Linked DNA regions of Triticum aestivum: region 2 is linked to region 1. Evidence: chromatin contacts called from public Hi-C data. All regions are on one chromosome and are shown on one strand. Each heading gives the region's core, a stretch centred on a gene start, on an enhancer-like site or on the middle of the called end of the contact. The rest is flanking DNA. Distances are from core to core; before and after follow the strand shown. Region 1 holds the start of LOC123079249 (triacylglycerol lipase SDP1). Region 2 holds the start of LOC123074782.

What was found. Hi-C and Micro-C count contacts between places; a contact is called where the count stands out from the background.
Region 2: a Hi-C map of leaf shows a contact between it and region 1, with 9 times the contacts expected there. The contact joins the promoter of LOC123074782 here to the promoter of LOC123079249 in region 1. A contact is called at or near these places in 3 of 5 Hi-C or Micro-C datasets (all in leaf).

The regions. Positions count from the first base shown.
Region 1 is chr3D:413,264,694-413,271,912 of IWGSC CS RefSeq v2.1, reverse strand. It overlaps LOC123079249 (triacylglycerol lipase SDP1), which reads left to right and starts at 4,335. Exons shown (of 4, transcript XM_044501985.1): 1 at 4,335-5,372; 2 at 5,649-6,512; 3 at 6,882-7,025; 4 at 7,126-7,219. The coding sequence starts at 4,824.
Region 2 is chr3D:413,521,804-413,529,022 of IWGSC CS RefSeq v2.1, reverse strand. LOC123074782 reads left to right here and starts at 4,716. Exons shown (of 4, transcript XM_044497534.1): 1 at 4,716-5,049; 2 at 5,165-5,214; 3 at 5,512-5,593; 4 at 5,706-5,993. The coding sequence starts at 4,869. The coding sequence ends at 5,752. LOC123079251 (mitochondrial import inner membrane translocase subunit TIM50) reads left to right here. Exons shown (of 11, transcript XM_044501986.1): 8 at 719-875; 9 at 972-1,062; 10 at 3,175-3,247; 11 at 3,345-3,525. The coding sequence ends at 3,232.

The sequences.
Region 1 (7,219 bases), core at 3,086-5,585:
GAAAACTCTTCTAATGGATATTTATATTATTGCTGCTAATGTCAGTCCTTTCAGCCTCGAATTACTGCTCCAGTTTAGATAGGAAGCCCCATTGTTCAGTATAGATGGCAGTTTATATGTGTTTTTAAAAGCAAGAGCACCACCTCATACTATGGAAACCTAAAGAGCAGACAACAAAATGCCCATTTACATAATCTAACATACTTTAACCTAGTAGTCCTGTGACCACAAGTTTATTACTATGGACATTTGCATCTGTCTACTTGTAGTAAAACCACAAGTTTCCAGTATATAGGAGAGCATATGTACACATAAATGTGGACCAAATTCCATTGTCTAGAATTCTGAACCGAATTAATTAGAAGAATACAAACATACCACATCCCCACAGAATAATAGATGGCCAACTGCTCATCCATACAATATGATGATCAGAAGTGTGGAACAATTCACCCGACAATATAGACGGCAACCATCACAGTCAGCTCGTGGTACATGTTATATGTAGAAGGAATCTGAAGTGCTTTGTCTTAGCAAATGTCCTGTAGAAGATGTTGTCTTTACCACACAGGAAAAGTCAGTGGTATCAACTAACTGAAAGCTTATCATTAGAAACAGGTAGATAATATCCTGAGACAACTTTACAGTAGCATATATCTGATCCTTGGATCTGAGTACACCTATGAATCGAAAAGGCAGAGAGCGACAGAAAAATTACTAAAGGGTAACAGATGCAACCACCTCTCCCATTCATTCTCAATCTCTCCATTAGCACCTGCCCCTGGACCTGAGCTAACCCCAAATCAGCACAAGGAAAAATCAAGTTGGGTGTGAGTCCAGACCAGTCATGACCGGGGCCGTTCCATCAAGATAGAGAGGGATACCAGAGGGAGGGAAAGAGAGAGAGGAGAGTGGCTGCACATCGGCGGCGTACTGGAAGACCTTGTCTGTGGTCAAGTGAGTAGAGAGCAGAGCACCTTTACTGAGCGTTTGAGGAGGAAAGGGGCCTGCGCCACTGGTGGCCGTGGAATAGGAGCGACAAATCCACTGGAGGGAGGGGGTACCGCCATACCAAGCCAACCGTGCCCGGCTCCAGTGAGCTGCTGCCTAGGTCGCCACGCCGCCCCTCCTTTCCCCCTTCTTCTCTCCCTTACCTCCCTAACTTCCTTCTGCCCAGGAGCCCCGGATACCATGGATTCGCCCGTGAAGCCATGCTCTGGTCTTTGTCGTCATCACGGCGGCCCCCGGCTCGCCGCCCGCCGTCCGCAGTCGCTCGAGCCGCCGCGTTGACCCGATCCAGAACGAACGCTCGACCGCCGTGCGTGTGTTGCTGGTCCACATGAAAAAGTATAACAGGTTGAATTCTCCAAAATAGAATGGCCTTTTTGTAAAACTAAAACGTTTTCTCAGATTAGTCATTTGAAAGAGGACTGCGGGTTGAATACCAAAAACTACAGGGACTTTTTTTGCAAAAGCGCCGCGACGGTGAGCAGTCGGGCAGAAGCACTAATCACTTTAGTATTAGGGAAAGATATGAGTTATGTGATTTGGTCACCGAATGTTTTTTGGAGTCCCAGATGAGATCACGGACATGACGAGGAGTCTCGAAATGGTCGAGAGGTAAAGATTCATATATAGGACGATGATATTCGGACACCGGAAGTGTTTCGGGGCATACCGGGTACATATCAGAGTACCGGGGGGTTACCGGAACCCTCCGGGGGAATAATGGGCCTTATGGGCCATAGGAGGGAAGCACACCAGCCCACAAAGGGTGGTGCCCCCCCTAAGGAAGGAGGCCGAATAGGAGAAGGAGGTGGGGGTTCGGCCCCCCCTTTCCTTCCTCCCCCTCTCTTCCCTTTTCCCCCTTCTGGTAAAAGGAAAGGGGGAGGCCGAATTGGACTAGGGGCCCAAGTAGGATTCCTCCTACTTGGGCGCCCCCTTGGCTGCCTCTCCTCCCCTCCAACCTATATATACGTGGGGGGAGGGGGGGCACCGCTAGAACACACAACATTGATTCCTAGCCGTGTGCGGCGCCCCCCTCCACAGTTTACGTCTCCGATCATATTGTCATACTGCTTAGGCGAAGCCCTGCGCGGATCACTTCACCATCACCTTCACCACGCCGTCATGCCGACGAAACTCTCCCACGACACTTTGCTGGATCAAGAGTTCGAGAGACGTCATCGAGCTGAACGTGTGCAGAACTCGGAGGTGTCGTGCGTTCGGTGCTTGATCGGTCAGAACGAGAAGAAGTTCGACTACATCAACTGCGTTGTCAAACACTTCCGCTTTCGGTCTACGAGGGTACGTGGACACACTCTCCCCCTCTCGTTGCTATGCATCTCCTAGATAGATCTTGCATGAGCGTAGGAAAATTTTGAAATTGCATGTTGCGTTCCCCAACAAAATAGACCATTGATTCAGCTGCATCTACTACTATTACTCCACCTCAAGTATGCTATCTGATGTCCTGCAAGTGCACATGATTTAGTTGTAGACTTTTCAAAGTAAGAGTATCGAGCCCAGAGGGAGTACATGAATCAATCTTTTGCCTCTTGAATGGTTTAAATGTTGTGCCTGCAAGTTGAGAGTGATCCAAAGAGATAGTAATGTGATGGAAATGATGAAGCTAGTGAAAGTAAATTGTGGTAATGAAGTTTAGAGCTAAGGGTTGCGAACAAGAGTTTCGAAACAAAAATGATTAAAGTGTTCCCAGGGAGTCTGGATTCCCCACTAGCATGCATCTAAAGCGGTGCCTAAAGACGGTGCTACGTCAGATTTTGAAGCCACTTTCCATATTTCTATTTGTGGGCAGACTCGATACAGATATGTGCTTACACGCGGCAGCCATGTATCACATACACCACCACCGTCCTTTCCCACTCCAGTTACCAAACAGTGATTAAGGGGAAAAACTCCCGTGGATGCAGCCTACTGTTGGTCTCTGTTTTACCCCATGCTGCAACGGTCCAGGATGAAGGGGGATAGGGCCTGTGACGCACCTACTGCCACAAGCAGCCAGTCCGCCAACAACAAGAAGTATTTTGGAAAAAGAAGTGTATCTACGTAATGTCACCCTTGCAGTTCCCAAAATGCGCCTTTTTTTGAAAGGAACACAAAATGCATTCCATTAACTTACACGAACTGGACATACGCCAGCAACAAGGTTTTTTACATGGGACGGAAGCGGGTCAAACCATACTTGATAGTTTCCCCTTTCCAGACTCACACCAAACGCAGCAAGGCAGTGCATTGATATATTACAGACCTTAGGACAAACCTCTATTTTACAGCACTGGAACGAGTACTGAATAACAGATTTCAAGTCCTTAAATAAGACACCTAGTACTGAGTTGGCATATGCCTCGCTGGTCATTGCTTGCTTCAGAACAGTGGCGTCAGTCTCCAGTATGATCTTTTGACATCCCATTCTTGCTGCTTCCTGGATTGCATGAAACATCGTTGCTGCCTCTGCGTGCAAGTGGTCAACAACACATGTTAGATTTCCCGCTCCTGCCACCAGCGTTTCCCCTAATTCATTTCTTATGGTAAAACCCCATCCACCGGAATGAATTGATTATCTGGATGCCCCATCTGAGTTTATTTTCAAGAAATCCTTGGGAGGAGGGGACCATACCTGTATCTTATTTGTCCTTCTCTTCTCTCCTTTTGAAGTGCTCCCAGTATTCTGTAAAAAGTACTCCCTCCGTCCGGAAATACTTGTCATCAAAATGGATAAAAAGGGATGTATCTAGACGTATTTTAGTTCTAGATACATCCTTTTTTGTTCATTTTGATGACAAGTATTTTCGGACGGAGGGAGTAGTTGATAAGAGAATAAAATTTCATTTAGGATCCTAATTTTTTGTTCTTGGTTGGCCTTATTTCTTTCTAGCCACCAAGTCCGTAGTAACGCACATACCTTTGTACATGTTTCTTCATTCAGTTGGAGGATTTGTATCATTATCCATTTAGCATTAGGGCAATTCACGAAAAGTAGCCGTGTATCTTCCAACCCTGCAGCCCTTCATAGAGCCTTCACCAATTTGCATTTCGAAAAACAGTGCCCGCCGTCTTCATCTAGACCGTAACACACTGGGCACCTCGTGTCAAGCTCAATTCCCTTTCTCTTTAGTTCCGTTCTGAGCGGAAGGCTATTATTTGTAAAACGCCAACGTTGACCCAAAGCCACAAACCACGGTGAAAACGCTCGACACCCCCACGTGGAGAGGCCGGCCAACGTATAGAGAGAGCGCGCGCGGCGCGACCGAGCAAGCTCCGCCGCTCGTTGCTTCAAAGTCCAAACCGGCACACCGACCGAGAGAGCCACCGCCCGTCGCCATCCCCCCAGGTCTACCATATCCAGATCGGCGCACGTCACGCGGTCCCGCTCCCCTCTCCCCATCCTCGATCCACAACGGCGAGGAGTCAAGCTGAATGACGCGGCCATCGTCGGCGCGGGAGATAAACATAACCGCGAAACATGGCGGCCTCCCTCTGTCGCAGTTAGTTTGGCTTGTACGTCGTGCACCCTTCCCCCTTATCTCCTTCCCCGACTGACCTGACCGGGACGCCGCATTTGTCCCATCTACGGCACGGCACGGAGAAGAAGAAGCCCAGCTCGACTCCTCCTCCGTCTGCCCATTCCCAGATCCCAGCGCGCCATGCCCGCGCCTGCAGGTGCGTGCAGCCAAGCCCCACCGCACGCCTTCTATTCCGCGTCCCCTAGCTTGGCCCGGCCCTGCTCCGATCCAAGGCCGCGGCGGTGACCCAGTGCCCTCTCCCTCCCGCCACGCCGTCCGCCCGCCCGTCCGCCGCCCATGGACGCCATCACCAACGAGGCGCGCGTGGGGGCGTTCGCGATCGGCCCGTCCACGGCGGCGGGGCGGACGCTCGCGCTGCGCGTGCTCCTCTGCGGCTCGCTGGCGCGGCTGCGGCACCGCCTCGCCGCCGCGCTGCGCGCCGCGGCGCCCCTGGCTGCGGCCTGGCTGCACCCGCGCCACAACACGCGGGGGATCCTGCTCGCCGTCTGCGCCGTCGCGCTCCTGCTGCGCGGCCGCGGGGGCCGCGCCGGGGTGCGCGCGCGGGTGCAGTCCGCCTACCGCCGCAAGTTCTGGCGGAACATGATGCGCGCCGCGCTCACCTACGAGGAGTGGGCGCACGCCGCGCGGATGCTCGAGCGGGAGACGCCGCGCCGCGCCACCGACGCCGACCTCTACGACGAGGAGCTCGTGCGCAACAAGCTCCGCGAGCTCAGGCACCGCCGCCAGGAGGGCTCGCTCAGGGACATCGTCTTCTGCATGCGCGCCGACCTGCTCAGGAACCTTGGTAACATGTGCAACCCCGAGCTCCACAAGTTGAGGCTGCAGGTACTGCGCTGCCCATCTGCCCAGAATTATCGATGCCACCTGATCCCTGCTTTCGCTTTGATCATAATACTGTTTGTTGCCGGAGTATTAGAATTGTTTCCCCTTTCCCGTAGTCAAAGGACTCGAAATTTGCAGTGTCAGTAATTCCATCTATTATTTGATAAGTTAATAATAAGCCTGTTTGGTTTGTCAGACGATTCGTTCACATTATGTCAATATATGTATATACAGTACATTCTAGTGTCACTGAAATGTTTATTGTTAATGATCTACTAGGTGCCTAAAATCATCAAGGAGTACATTGAGGAGGTATCTACTCAATTGAAAATGGTTTGCAATTCTGATTCGGACGAGCTACCCCTTGAAGAGAAACTGGCATTTATGCATGAGACAAGACATGCCTTTGGTAGATCGGCCTTACTGCTAAGTGGAGGTGCTTCATTTGGCTCTTTTCATGTGGGTGTTGTCAAAACCTTGGTAGAGCATAAGCTTCTACCTAGGATTATTTCAGGATCAAGCGTTGGCGCAATAATGTGTGCTATTGTAGCCACACGGTCATGGCCAGAACTAGAGAGTTTTTTTGAGGAGTGGCATTCCTTGAAATTCTTTGACCAGATGGGTGGGATCTTTCCTGTATTTAAAAGAATTTTGACGCATGGAGCTGTTCATGACATTAGGCACTTGCAGACGCAATTGAGAAATCTTACAAGCAACTTGACATTTCAAGAGGCATATGACATGACTGGCCGGGTTCTCGTTGTTACTGTGTGTTCTCCAAGAAAACATGAGCCACCTCGATGCCTGAACTATTTGACATCACCTCATGTTCTCATCTGGAGTGCAGTAACTGCTTCCTGTGCTTTTCCTGGACTTTTTGAGGCCCAGGAGTTGATGGCCAAAGATAGATTCGGAGAAACAGTTCCTTTTCATGCTCCATTTTTGTTGGGTGTGGAGGAACGAGCTGACGCGGCTACACGGCGCTGGAGAGATGGGAGCTTAGAAAGTGATTTGCCCATGAAGCAATTGAAGGAATTATTCAACGTAAATCACTTCATAGTAAGCCAAGCCAATCCTCACATTGCTCCATTACTGAGACTAAAGGAGATCATCAGGGCTTACGGAGGCAGCTTTGCTGCAAAGGTACGTGAAATGCTTTCTCCATAGTCCTCATTTCTATTATTTGCTTAGTCTGTCGGATTTCAGAGCAATTTCGATGTGACCATGCTTCCCATTAATGCGAACATAAGGATGTTTCCTTTGCTTATATATCTTTCTGATAATACCTTTCATTGTCAATAATGTGTGTCATTTGATGGCTTAGTAGCATCGCAAAGCATAGCACTATGCTCACCAAGGCATATTTGACCATAAATATTAGCTCAACTGTATGGCCAAGTAATTCATTTTGCCAAAGTATCCACTGGAATGATGTGGTGAGTAAACAGTATTGACGTGGTAAAGTAATTTTTCAGTTGTCTAATATGATCTTCTGATCTTTTTTGTATGTAGCTTGCTGAACTTGCTGAGATGGAAGTTAAGCATAGGTTCAATCAAGTTCTGGAACTTGGATTTCCATTAGGAGGAATAGCTAAGTTGTTTGCTCAACATTGGGAAGGTGATGTGACAATTGTTATGCCAGCCACACTTGCTCAGGTTTTGAATATTTCTTAATCCATTCTTTCGTGTGCATGTCAAATATTCACCACATTAATCAGCAGTCTTACTAATGTTCTTTTTCTCTCTGTATCATCAGTATTCGAAGATCATACAGAATCCTTCGTATTCTGAGCTTCAGAAAGCGGCAAGTCAGGGTAGGCGATGCACTTGGGAAAAGCTCTCTGCCATCA
Region 2 (7,219 bases), core at 3,467-5,966, 260 kb before region 1:
ATCCAATCCGGTCCTACCTTATTAACTGTGGCCTATTTCAAAGCGTCTGGATGCGAGTGCGTTAGAGGATCCTAGCCCTTTTAGGCCCTGATGAACTAGGCCCATTACCAGACCTAACTGGGAGGGGCTGTATGTATTGATAGGGCTAAGGCCTCATGTAGGGGTGTCCAATCAAGAATTGGGACAAAATGTCTAACCCGGCTACTTGATAGCCTAGTAGAGTCGTAATTGTATTGACCGGCTTGAGCTATTTGGGCAGTGTAAAAAAATGAGTAGATGGACCGTGGCAGATTTTGGACGGTTTGAGGAAACTGTTTTTGAACACCCCTAGCATCATGTACTGGTTATTTCTCCCCACTTTTTCAGTTACATATTATGTGCCTTGAGAAGTTGTCTAGTCAAAATAAATTCTATGGAGATTAATCATGGAAATTCATTTTAATACAATCACCTTATGGTAGATCATGCTGCTTATATCTGGTGATTAGTTACTGAATAGTGTGCTGACAATTCCCCACCAAGTCATTCTTTTGGTGATGAATAATGCTTGTTCAATCCTATTGAAATGTGGTAAATATTATTCTAAAAACCTGTCAATACTATAAGGTCTTAGTAACATATTTATTGAGGCAATGTGATCTTTCCTGATTTTTAAGGTATCTGATGTTCTGCAGTGCTATGCAATTGTCCCATCTTACATTATGTTGTCATTTATTAGGATTTGTCAAAGCTGAATAGAGACCCTGCACGAGTTATTTATATCAGTGGGCATGCTCTTGACTCATGCCTGCAGCCTGAAAATTGTTTGCCGATCAAACCATGGAAGCTTGAAGCTGAGGACACTCAACTGATTGATCTTATTCCATTGCTTGAATGTAAGCTATATGGAATTGAATGTTTTTCCTTCCAGTTTTTGTGTTCTGCTAGGTGTTGCCACCTTTGGAATCTTGATAAATTAACAAATCCTGCAGTTGTCGCTACAGCAAGAGTTTCTGACATCAGACCTGTCCTTGCATCCTTTGAAGGCCGTGACATTGCTGCTGAATTTCTTGAGCGTTCAAGGTAAGCAATTGTATTTGTATCAGCTACAGGCTTCTAGTTGCTTCCAGATGTAGTGTAGGTAATCTATTCTTGGAATATGAGGTGAATCCAACCTGTGCAATGCTTTCCAAAACTAACAATTAGTGTTACGACTACAAGTTTATGCATCACACTCGATCAGCTTGGCAGAGCTGTTTAGTGACTTGGGTCCGTGCCGCAAAGAAACAAAATATTGGTTGTCACACTAAACTGGGCATCATGCAACAGTTTGTCCAACAAGGAAGTAATTTATCAAGTTAAACCAAAGTACACCAGCTACTCTTGCGGTCATGATTGGTAGTGATTGTTTTTGTTCTTGCCGGGACAAAAAAGGTTGAGAGTTTCCTTGCTCATACTGCCATAACAGAATTTTTGGACAACCTTAATTTGGTTCAAATAACTGGCATTTATACGCATGACAGGTTTATGACCATGTTATATACTGATGATATATTCTCAATGAAGTCTGCTAAAGGTAGTTTTGACCATATTTTCGAAGCAGACCCGTATGTTAGGATGAACTGAACTAAACTTTGGCTTTGACTTGTTTTTAACATTTTCTGGTTGTCCTGGTGAACATGCAGACGCTTAAAATGTTTTAGTTTAATTCTGGTGTACGCTCGCTGCCTTGCTCCTTAGTGAGAGACGTACCATTCGTCCAAAAGTATCGAGCAGTGGACGTAAAGTGAACAACCTACTCGGTACTTAAACAATATATAGATATATGTAGCATGTATGAAGCTGAATCATAATTATAACACTGAAGAACATAGTAACTTCCATAATGCAATTAAGAAGCTGCAGTTTGCAGGATTTTTTATTAAAAAAATTAGCACATGCCACTCACTTAAGTTGTGTTTTCAGCGCATCCTACCGCGCGTCAGTGAGGCAAAAGTGGTAGCATATCCTGAAAATCCCCCTTTCCGATGATCTAAAGTCTAAACACATGCAGCAACTGATTGTGTGCATTAGAATGCACTGTTTGATAATCACTCTCTTAGGCCCTGCTTGCCAACTTTGAAACATATGCGGCCAGATTAAATATAAATGTAAATCAACATGCACAATAATTAACCTTCAACAACTGTCAGTCACTTGGGGACTGTTTGATTTCCAGCCGCCAAAGGTTGCCTGACCTAAGGTTAGGCGCACATAATTTCTTGGGTGAGTGAGTGTTCGGTTGGCTGCCACAGTTGTGGCCTGTGACTTTACTAGTCACGTTACTCATGAGTACAGACTCGGTTTTTTCTTTAATACTGGTATATTTTTTACCACTGTCCTGAGGGGTAAATCATTACTTTTTTTGGCTTAGTTGTGGCAGCGTTAGCTTTTAACCAAATAGGCCCTTCGAAATGATCAGGTTTATTGCCAGCATATCATTTTTTATTTTTGTGCCAATTACAAATCAAACTCATCTGATGTCAAGTAGATATTATTTCATATGTATAGAGGATTGTTATTTATAGGAACTGAATGAGATATGGATCAAAATGAAGAACCAATTATATTGGTCTATACTAGTGATCTAAACAGTCTTATATTAGTTTACAGAGGGAGTACATGTTAATCCACCAATCATATTGGTTTTGTTTCTGAGGGTGAGGGGGTAATATTTACTATTTAGATATCCTCGCTATGTACGATGGGTGTCTGCTTGATGTTTTAGTTTCCAGCTTTTTGTAGTGTATAATCCTGGTAGGCTCCAGCAATCAGTTTAGGTGTGAAGTGCTACTTAGCTTGTTTTTCAGCTACTATTCAGAGCAATCTTGGACAAAGTGGAGGTTTCCTGAAGTATTGAAGTGCTGCTTAGCTTCCTTTTTTCTAGACTTAATCTGACGGGATCAGAAGGAAGTTAGGTTTTTACCTTCGTAGGTTTTGGTACTGCTTTAGGAACTTCCACTTTGTTGTAGAACTGTAATGCTCGGTGAAGAACTTTTAACGTGTCTGAAATATGAATTGCTAACAACCCAGCCACCAAACTATATATGAACTTGATGGCACTTCTCAACTCTTGATATTTGCTTATTCACATGGTTGCCCTGGGATCCTTTGTTTGATTAAGAGGTTCTAAGAACACGATCCATCATTTTGCAGGCGCGTGTATGAGCAAAAAGAACAAAAACAACAACATGGACGCATTTGGCGGCGATGATGAGTGAATCTGCTGGTAGGAAAGCAGATCATTCCACCAACTTCAACACACCTAGAACTTTTTTTTAGAACTGTAAGACTTGTCTTTGTAATTTTGTCAACTTTGATTTCAGGAATCGCCTACTTTTGGTAATTGCGTCATGTTTCAATTACTATAGGTGTCTTGGACTGATGTCTGACCAAGCTATATGAGCATTTTATGATCATGCGAGGCGCATGTCAATTTAAAGTTCACTTTGTTGACATTTGACAATATGATAATTTGTTAAAACAAGCTTCTGGTATTATATTTCATTGATTGCTGTTACCCAGCAAAAAAAAAGTGTGGTTTTACAAGGTCAACTGATGGACACGGATTTTTGGCTCCTGGGTGCTCCATCCTCCTATATGAACATTAAATTCAAAAAAATACTGGAAAAATTGAAATAGAATCTGGGATTTTGGGATATCAAATCTGGGTGCCTAATCTAGTCCTGTGCAGAGTTTCATGAAAAAAAATGATATTCATGGTACTCTCAGTAAAAAAGATTAAAAAAATCCTACATACAAAAACTATTTGGATGTATCATAGGTCGGACTGTATTATCTTTGTCACGGATACATTTCTTGGTAGTTTTTCATGAAACTTCACATGGGAGTAGATTGGGCACCCAGGTTTGAAATCCCAAGATTCCAGTTTTTTTTGAATTTTTCTGGTATTTTTTGAATTTGATGTTCATATAGAGGGTGACGCACCCAGGAGCTCCTGTGCATTTTCCATTAACTGATGTGGTTTAATAATTGTTTGTTATGTTAGTAGTATTCCTGAACCCTATATGGTGGTAGGTTTACCTCTTTATTTGGACGGCTGATACTGGTCTTGGGAAGTGAAAATTCTGAAAAATATTTTGAAACTACAATCTCCAATCCATATGTACCCTCCGTCCCATAATATAAGAGGAAGTATTGTTTTTGTTAGTTTCAATACCACGCCTTTAAAATGTAAGCTCTTCAAATCTCTCCAAATCTTCTCCAACCTAGCTTGGGTTGCCATCTTCCTTAAGTCTATTCTGCCTTGTCCACACCGCCCCTTTCTAGCTCCGCCACCACCCTAGCTCTGACGCCGCCTTCAACCCACAACGCAACTACTTCCGGACAAGGTAGAGAAGCAAGTGGAGCCAAAAAAAAGAGTTAAAATCGTTGGTTTATACCGTTTTCAAAATCATTAATTTGTCATTTTGTGTAGCTCATGTGTCGATGTATTTTGTCATGAAATTTTGCAAACATGCAGTATATATCATACGACATTGTGTATTTTTTTCAGAATATTTCGAAACTTTGAAACATTTGTTTTGATTTTTTCAAAAAAAAAAGAGCTCAATGGAGCTCGAGCACCAAAACGCATTTCTGCTGCCGCGAGGCCCAGGCCCCACACCGCGGACGAGACGTGTCATAGAAACGCCAACGATTTTTCCGCTCGGTTTATCGTGGACGCAAGAGCATCGCGTGGCAAGTCCGGGGCCCTCTCCCTCACCCTCGCGCGTGTTTCCACCGCATAATCGCGACAAGTGGACGTGTCCGCGACGTGCGCGCCCAGTCTGGTGCAGATTACCGGGCAAAGAGCGTTGCAAACCGGCGGTGGGAGCGGCACGGCGGCGATGCAGGCGCGCGCGTTTCCCCCGTGCCTGCCGGGCCCCGGGCGCAACGACCTCTTCCTCGGCAGCGTCGGCAAGAGAGCTCCTGCCGTGCGCGTCCGGGCCGTTGACGGGCCTTCGGCCGCCGCAGTTGCCGACCTCCCGCCCGCGGAGGTCACCTGGCAGATCGTCGTCGGTGCTGTAGGTCGGTGCGGCCCATGCGTCAACGCTTGATTTGTTTCCCGCCTTCCTGTCCTTCCCTCCGGCTAACTCTTGTATTTGATGGTATCTGCCGGCTTTCGGTCCTCTTCCTTCTGCAGCTGGAGTGACGCCCTTCGTCGTTGCAGGGGTCGAGTTCAGCAAAAGAATTGTGAGTTCCGGCTCTGTTTCTTGCCCTTGTATGAGAGCTCCTGCTTGCTGTTCGTTGGCTGCAGGAAATATCTAATCTAAAATTACCGCCCTTTGCCTTCTAAATTCAACGCAACACTGCTAACCAGCCGCTCAGGAAATATTAATAGTTCACTTAGGGTTGTAGCAGTATTCTTCGAACGGTCAGGCCTATGAGTCAGGGCACCGGATCCACAGCTGATATATATATTATCCCCTTTCAAACTTGGTCATTATTGCTACACTTTGCTTTATAATGGATGGCCTTCTCTTTGTTTAGATTGAACAAAAGAAATGTGAGATCTGTGGAGGCTCTGGCCTCGTGATGAAGGAAGATTTGTATGTTCGATGCCAAGGGTGTGGTATGCACTCTATGCTTCAGTTCACTGCAGTTCTCCCGTAGCGTGAGTAGATTTTTGTTTACCCTTTGGTCTGCAGACGTTGTGACGGTGTGCTGTCCTGCTTCTTTGTCAGGTGGTTTTCTTCCATGGCAGTCGTGGAGAAGATTCTTCAAAGGTTGAAAATCATCAATCACATGTCACCTCGATCATCACTAGATAGAACTAAGGACGGGAGACTGTAAGGCCATGTGGTCAGTACAATGTGTTTAATTGCGTTTCAGTCAAGCAAGTTAGACTGGTCGTTCCGAAAGAAAAGAAGCACTTCAGACTGTTGTAGAGTTGATTATGCATATTCTCGACTAGAAATGGGCAAACACCAATAAAAAAGTGCATCACGGTGCGTTGCTGCTATTCGAGATCATGCTCTAGTCCTCATGGTGCGCAGTGACTCACGCTGCAAAGTAATACTCCTACTGCTATTCTGCCGTGCGTGGAGCTTATCTTTCAGATCAGCTGGTCGCACGTCTTCGTCGCACTAACTTCTCGTTTTTTGGACCCGATAACGACTGAATGTTCGGGATTTGAGCATGGTAAATCAAACGTTTTCTATTGCAATTCCATACTCAGTCATGTCAAGTAAACTTGTCATCCTCGCGTCATTAAAATTGTCATCAAACACGTTTGATTTGCTATGGTCAAACCCCGAACGTTTGGGATTTATCATTTCCTTTTTTTTGCGGGATTCATTTTCGAGACATTAGGCTGGCCATAGTGATGGTATCTTAGCCGGTATCAAGCACTCGAGACTAGCAAACACACCGATGTGGCAGACAATTAAAAAAGAGAGAGAGAGAGTTAAAGTAACATAGGTAGATATCATATCATAATAAATGATATTCCCTCCATAAACTAATATAAGAGTGTTTAGATCACTACTTTAGTTATCTAAACGCTCTTATATTAGTTTACGGAGGGAGTATGTTACTATACGTCATGCATGTTAATAAGTAAGATCATCTATGGTACTAATTTATTATACTATGCACTATAAAGATAGTATCATACACTGGTATCATATGTATGCTACTAGTATATAACTCCCCACTATGAGTAGCCTTACTGATTTAAAGCACTAGCACACGTGTATCTATCTACGTAATAAAAGGAGAGATTCTACACCCATGAAGCATACCTATGAAATTATATCTATGTGCTGACATGGCAAGATTTGATTGAAAGTAGAGGGAGGGTGGGGCCTGCTACTCCCATAGGAGTTGTTGGATTTTCCCGAAAAAGGTTGATGTACCACAGGAGCAGAAAGTATTTCCCTCAGTTAAGAACCAAGATTTATCGAAACAGTAGGAGGCATCACACTAACAACGTTTGCAGCACCTACACACAAACAAAAAAATTGCTTGTACTCAACTGTAAGGACCGACAGTATATCGACCAGAGGGGGGGGGGGGGGGGTGAAAGGGAGATTCAAAAATTCTTTCAAATGTTTTGCATCTAGCCCAAACATAGCATCGGAATAAACTTGAACGAGATGAATCTTAGGAAGGTATCCTACTGAGGAACAAAATCTTCGATATAGGAAACAATGATAGCTTGAGTATAGTAGATTATGGGCTTGAGTATCACGATGGT